Regions from separate parts of the Mus musculus genome. Here region 1 is linked to region 2. Evidence: chromatin contacts called from public promoter capture Hi-C data. All regions are on one chromosome and are shown on one strand. Each heading gives the region's core, a stretch centred on a gene start, on an enhancer-like site or on the middle of the called end of the contact. The rest is flanking DNA. Distances are from core to core; before and after follow the strand shown.

Region 1 (2,996 bases), core at 165-2,664, 390 kb before region 2:
ACACGGTGTTGAGATAACTTTCTTTTTTTTAACTTTGTGTAAAGGTATGTCTCTGTATTTTCAATTGTTGATTCCGTAGGACAGAAAGCTAAATGCTGGCAGGAGAGTGGCATTGTTATGTCTACAGCCTTCGCCAGCCTTATGTTTGTAAATAGTTGTCCGTCCGCACCTGCTTAGACACTTGAAGGTAATCCTAGAGGCAGATTGTCTCACTGCTGATTGGTTGTAAATAAAGATCTCACAGCCAATAGCTGGAGCCGGAAATGGAGGGTGGGACTTCTGGGCACGGAGATTGCGGCAAAGGGAGAGCCGACCCAGAGGGAACAGACAAGGACTGAAGATGAGCAGAGAAAGCTATAGAGCTAGCCATGTGGCCAGTTGTAGGCTAGTTAGTCAGGTTAGGTATAGAATAGCCAGGAGACTGCCCAAGCAAAAGGCCTCGGCTTCAAACTATATAGAAGACTCCATGCGATTATTTATACTGCTGATTGTGTCGGAGAAAGTCCCACTATAGCCATGGCATAACACCCAGCTTCCTCCCACTAGCACCCCTCTCTTAAGGAGCCCACCACCTCCCAGTTGTGTGACACCGGGGATCAAGTTTGGGCTTCGGGGTATTTCAGATCAAAATTGTAGCACGAGTTCACTGAACAAGCTGGGCTCCCTTTGACGTCCTCTCTCAGGGTCACCCCACCCTATCCCTTGGATAAAATCCTGAGCTGGAATCATGGTTCTTCCAGCCTTTCTCATAGAATGGGACCTCTATCGAGGCGGATCGTCTAATGTTCCCACAGGCCCTCTGCAGGAGTGTGGCCTCCCTGCTAACACTGCGCACCCTGATATTTTTATACACCAGAAAAATGATTTTAATCACGTGTAAGAATACAGGGTGGCTCGTGAGGTTGCCTGACTGTAGAGGGACCCATAACACAGAGAGAAAGATGAAAGAGAAAGACCACCCAGGAGGTCCACAGAGTGAAGAGTTCCGTCTCTCCAGGCCCACAGACAAGGGGGATTCACGGTGCATTTAGGAAAGTAACCCCACACCTACCTGGTGTCCTAGAAAACGTCCTGATAATACTAAACTCTAAACTCTTTTGTTCCCATCCTAGAGCCCTTAGGAATTGAGTCAGCCACAAACTTCTGAATAGGGACCTGCCCCTCCACGAAACAACTGCTTTCTTGACCCAAGCGCCAACCGTATCTCCTTGCAGCAGTCTGTGGAAGGAGGGGACACCCCTCTCACCCAATTTCTCTTCTTCAGTGTTTGCTATTTCTCGTCAAGACCCAAGCTACACCTCAAATTTTGAACCCCATCCATTACCTCAGAAGTCATCCACACTGCCCCAATGGCGGCGGAAGACAGGGGTTCATGGTCTGTCAGTTCTTACTTATGAACACTAGGTGGCGACATTGCAATGGGAAGATGAAACATTGCTGCGTTCCTATGAGAAACCAACACGCTGGTGAAGAGATTGGTTTATACACCAGGATAACAAGCCCAGCGGCTGGACTGTATGTCGATGCCGATGCGATGCCGAGCTGAGCGAGTGTATGAGGTGCTTGTTAGTAGGGAGTTGCCTGTATTTGATCGTTACGCGATCTCCCGCAGAGCGCCATCCTGTCACCGCAAGTTTTCCCAGGGAGAGACCAAATAGGTCATCTTGAAATCAATTTATTGTAGTCCCTGAAACCTATGTCATAATAATCTCTAAGACAACTCCGAGACCAGGATTAATAAAGACACACAGTCTCTTGTAAACTGCTGGGAGAATAGGCGTCAGGTATTCTCATCAGAAACAATGACTGCGGGGTAGATATATTAGTTGGCTTGATCTGGTCATTTCATAGTGCAGAGATAACACCAAAACATTGAGCCGCACCCAATCAATAGCTATAATTACTTGTGAGTTAAAAAATAATAATAAAACAGGAAAGTAAAACGTAAAAGAACTAAAAGCAAAAAGAAGTCTACAGGTGTCTCTGTGTCGGGACACACATTTCTGAGTTTGGCTGACTTGCCCACATTCCTAGGAAGGACGTAGGTGTGGCTGTATGATCAACTTCAGCAGTTTTAAGTGCCTACTATGTGCTTTGGTCCCAAGGCTCCTGCAAGCCTCAGGAAAGCCCAGTTTTCTCATATTCTACCCTCAGACGTGCAAATAGAGACTCTGAGACTGGGAATTTGAGGGAAGCAGGAAGGTGGCTGTTCCCTGTTCCCTGTCCACCCTATCATGCTATACAACCAGGACCACTCCTGAAAGTTGACCCGGGAGGTCCTGGGATCCTGAGGGCACTCAGCTTCCCTCTTGCAGGCACTCTAGCTGAATCTGTGGATCTCCTCTGCCCCCTGACCCTTGGTGCCTGGCTGAACTTTCCCATCAAGACAGCCCAGAAGAAGAGGGACTCTGACACTCAGCCAGGTACCACTCACCTTCAGGTCTGTCCTCTACGCACAGGATCATGGAGACAATGGCTTTCGCCCCAGCTCATGGGTCTTTCCTCAAATGTTTATCCCCCAAAGGCAGGGAGGAGTAACAGTTGTGCTGTCCTCTGAGCTCCTGTGCAGCAGGAGACAGAGACTCTGCACCCAAGCAGAGAAAGCCCACGAGGCAGGCACCCAGGAGTTAACTCCAGCACCACAATACCTCCTAGCTCCCCTTCATTCTTTGGATCCCAAGTGATGGCCAGAGATCACTCTTCTTGTATTAAAAACCAACAATAATTAAACACCCTGCAGTGGCCTGAGAAGGAACCTCTAAACAGTCTTAGCCAACTTTTCTTCCCGCAGCAGCAGGGGGCGCTGCTGGGGCTGGAGGTCACTAGGTGTCCACTTTGCCAGAAAACTCTTTAAGCTTGAACTTATCATCAAGTCCTTTGGAAAATTCTGGACTTTAAGACTTTAGTCAATGACTTACTCTGGAACATTTAAATGAAATTAAGCTGTAGGCTGACATCTGGGTCACTGACTCTGCCCCCTTGCTTAGGCAGCTGTG
Region 2 (3,317 bases), core at 81-2,580:
CTGTCAAACAGCTCTGGTCCCTTATATCATAAGCTAAACAATGGTCATTGGAACTTAGGTAAGAGATCTTGCCCTTTTATTCAGTTCCTCAAAGCTAATAAAACACAGGGCTCTTTGCATGAGAAATCATCAAAGTAAGAACTGCTGCTAGATAATTTCAATTGGGCAGCCACTGGGTGTTTGACACAAATTCTCACTGTGTATATTTAGGAAATACATATCTACAATCCTAAAGAAAATCGAAGCAGGTAAGATACAGTACTGGGCAAGGTTCATAGTTCCAAAGTTTGTTTCTTCCTATTAAGACAAACTGTCAGTTCATCATAAAAGCGGGAAATATATTCTGTGCAGCCATTCCAGGGCTGCACAAACAAAAAGTTCAATTCGATCAGAAAAGAGGACGTGATTTCATAGGGAAAGGGGCAACAGCCACAGGTCCTGGAGCACTTTACTAGTCATATCTAATTACTTAAAAGTGGTCTGTGCATTACACTACTGCATTACAGCAGCGTGCTGTAACAAAGACTATCATCCCCCAAGGACTGAGAGTACTGAAGTCACATCACACAACTACTACAGTGCTAGGCTGAAGAACACCATGTACTGGTCTGGAAAATACTGTTTGAAACCTGTAACAGAAACAACTATAGAAAATACTGAATGTTAACACGGATTTTATATATATATATATAAAGTTTAGAAACTGGGGATTAAGCCACAGGTATAGTTACTGAGTTTACAGATAGTCCACTGCGGAAGGCAACCAGAAACACTTTGTGGATGCTTCTTTCAAAAACCCTAAAGAACTGCACGTGAAGGAAGCACACCGCCAGTTCTTGGAATGAGTCATCTCCTGGGTGTGGGGAGTCTCCAGAAGGGCAGACACCCACAAGGACAAAGGGGCAAGGGTGCTGCCGGGGACTAGAGAAGGCGGCAAAGCCTCAGGCCGGCCGGCTATGCCCCTGAACGGCTTCGCTCTCTCGGGGACCCCCGGCGGCCCAGGCAGGCGAAGAGGAGGCAGGGGGAGCTGGCTCAGGCCCGCCCGAGGCGCAGCGAGGCTCCTCCGCTCGCGACCCGGGCCCGCGCCGCCGCCCCCTCACCCCAACCTGCCAGCGCCCGCCGGGCCCACCCTCTGCCCATTGCCCCGGCGGTAGCCCTGGGAACGAGCGGCGGCCGCGGCCCGCTTCAACCAAGGATACGAAGTAGACGGAGAGGAAGATGAGCGCGCAACAGTCGAGGAGCGAGAAGAGGAACACCACCGCCTCCATCCTCCGCCGCCGCTCCGCCCGTCAAACCAGCTTCGGGCCGCGCCGCTGGGATAGGCGGCATGCCGGGAGTTGTGGTCCAAAAACGCCACCTCCGCGACGCGATGCATGATGGGAAATGAAGTTCACTAGTGCCCAGGGAGCATAGCAGGTGGACCTCACCCTCATTTAGTATCCACTGCATGAAGTTACTCACCCTGTATGAAATTTTCTGTCTCTCTTTTACTTTGTATCCATCCTTCCTTGCCTATCATATGAAATTTTCTGTCTCTCTTTCACTTTGTATCCATCCTTCCTTGCCTATCATTGTTGGTTTCTGTGGAATGCGCTTTGTATGCGAGTGGTATGATCTTGCTCTGTAAGCCCAGCCTGGCCTCTAACTTGGGTCTCTTTGCATTGGGATTATTGGCATAGGTCTCCACACATGGCTGCTTTAACGCCTGTTCTCTACCCTCCTGCATTCTATAACTTTTCATCTCAAATACAAAGCCACTGAGTTCTGCTCTTCAGTTCCTGACCTGTTTCCCCAGCACTTACCCAGTTGCTTGCCAATTCTTGATAACAGCAAGCTTTCTCACCTCTGAATTTGAAGAATTTTACAGAATCCAGTTATCAACCTTTTTTTAAAGAGGGAGGCAAATAATTTTTACTACACCCTTACTATAGACCAAGAGCTACTGTACACTTCAAGTGCAGAGATGAACAGAGCAAACAACTGCTCTGGTGGTTAAAAGGGCAATAAAGTAGCAACTAAATATTCAAAACAGAACTTGGGTGGGTTCTGTTGCCTTTGGAAGCCAATTCCAGCAGCCATTCACTCGCTCATCCATTTATTTAACTTTCATTTTAAATTTAAATTTAAAGCAGGTAGTGTATGTGAGGCACTGTTCTAGGTCTTAAGAGACACAATGAACAGAGAGGGGAGGCACCCACAAGCCTGCACCTTGCATAGTAAGTGTAGGGGAGATAGAATAAACCACAGAAATTAAAAGCAGTCCCAAGTACCCTGAAGGGCAGGAAGAAACCCCTGAAGAGCAGCAGAGACCAGGCTGAGGGTTTCACACAGGGTTGGACGATTTACAAGGAGCAGAGAGGCCCAAGACAGTAGGCACTTGCTGTGCTTAAAAAGAAAAAAGAAAAAAAAACAGGATGGGGTAGGGGGTGTGCTGGAGGGATGGCTCCCTGGATTCCATTCCCAGAATCTGGATGGCAGCTCACAACTGTCTGTAATTCCATCTCCACGGATCCAGCACCCTTTTTACCACCACACTGGGCCTGTCCTACATCCCTTAGATGGTCTTTTATCCTGAGAAAATGTAATAGCTCACACCACAATTAACCACAATTATTTTGTTTGTTTGTTTAAATTTTTTAATGTATGGGTGCTCTACCTGCATATATGTCTGCATGCCAGAAGAGGGCATCAGATACCAATATAGATGATTGTGAGCCACCATGTGGTTGCTTGGAATTGAACTCAGGACCTTTGAAAGAGATGTCAGTACTCTTAACCACTGAGCCATCTCTACAGCACACACACACACACACACCCCACCCACCCCCACCCCCGCTAACCACAATTATTAAATTACCATTTCCCATTATGATGAATTTTGTCTTAATTCTACCTAAAACTCAAAAGCATTGTTGCAATGTCAAATACCGGGAAATGTAGCATCAGGCTTTTCCACCTGCACACAAGCTCCCCAAGATAATGACTTAATGCTTCGGGTTATTCTCTAGCTCATAACTTAATTACCCAGCTTTTTTATTCTAAGTCCCGCTACATAATTGGTTACCTATCTTCAGTGTTATGCAACTATCTCCTTCAGCATTTGGGTATATCTCCCTTGTCTAACTATTTCCCAGAATTCCATTTCCCTTTGCCGGATGTCCCATCTTCTAATCCTGCCTCAGTTCATTGGCCATAGGCTTTTTTACTGACAGGTGATGTTTCTGGACAGTACGAAAAGATTTCCTCTACAGGGAATCAAAATTTATGAGAAGGAAATGATCAGCATAAAAAGTTAGCAGGCCAAGTATTGTTACAGA

What was found. Promoter capture Hi-C pulls out the DNA fragments that hold promoters and counts their contacts.
Region 1: a contact with region 2 is called in a promoter capture Hi-C map of hippocampal neurons, with 5 times the contacts expected there. The contact joins the enhancer-like site here to the promoter of Cnih4 in region 2. A contact is called at or near these places in 10 of 39 promoter capture datasets (the 3T3-L1 cell line, 3T3-L1-derived adipocytes, cranial neural crest and 6 more), 1 of 15 datasets of contacts at CTCF or cohesin (embryonic stem cells), 4 of 484 Hi-C or Micro-C datasets (the G1E-ER4 cell line, embryonic stem cells and nephron progenitors), 5 of 115 datasets of contacts at active chromatin or transcription factors (bone marrow-derived macrophages, fetal liver, large pre-B cells and 2 more) and 2 of 9 other capture datasets (embryonic stem cells and liver).

What each region holds. Positions count from the first base shown.
Region 1 is chr1:181,544,014-181,547,009 of GRCm38.p6, reverse strand. No RefSeq gene overlaps it. Among named protein-coding and RNA genes, the nearest start is that of Gm32767, 5.5 kb to the right of the region's middle. Within about 2 kb of position 1,414, at least 22 of the 459 cell types and tissues checked have an H3K27ac peak or open chromatin away from gene starts, as enhancers often do. A contact at or near this core is called in hippocampal neurons, where this site is marked.
Region 2 is chr1:181,148,944-181,152,260 of GRCm38.p6, reverse strand. It overlaps Cnih4 (cornichon family AMPA receptor auxiliary protein 4), which reads right to left and starts at 1,330. Exons shown (of 5, transcript NM_030131.3): 1 at 1,200-1,330. The coding sequence starts at 1,268.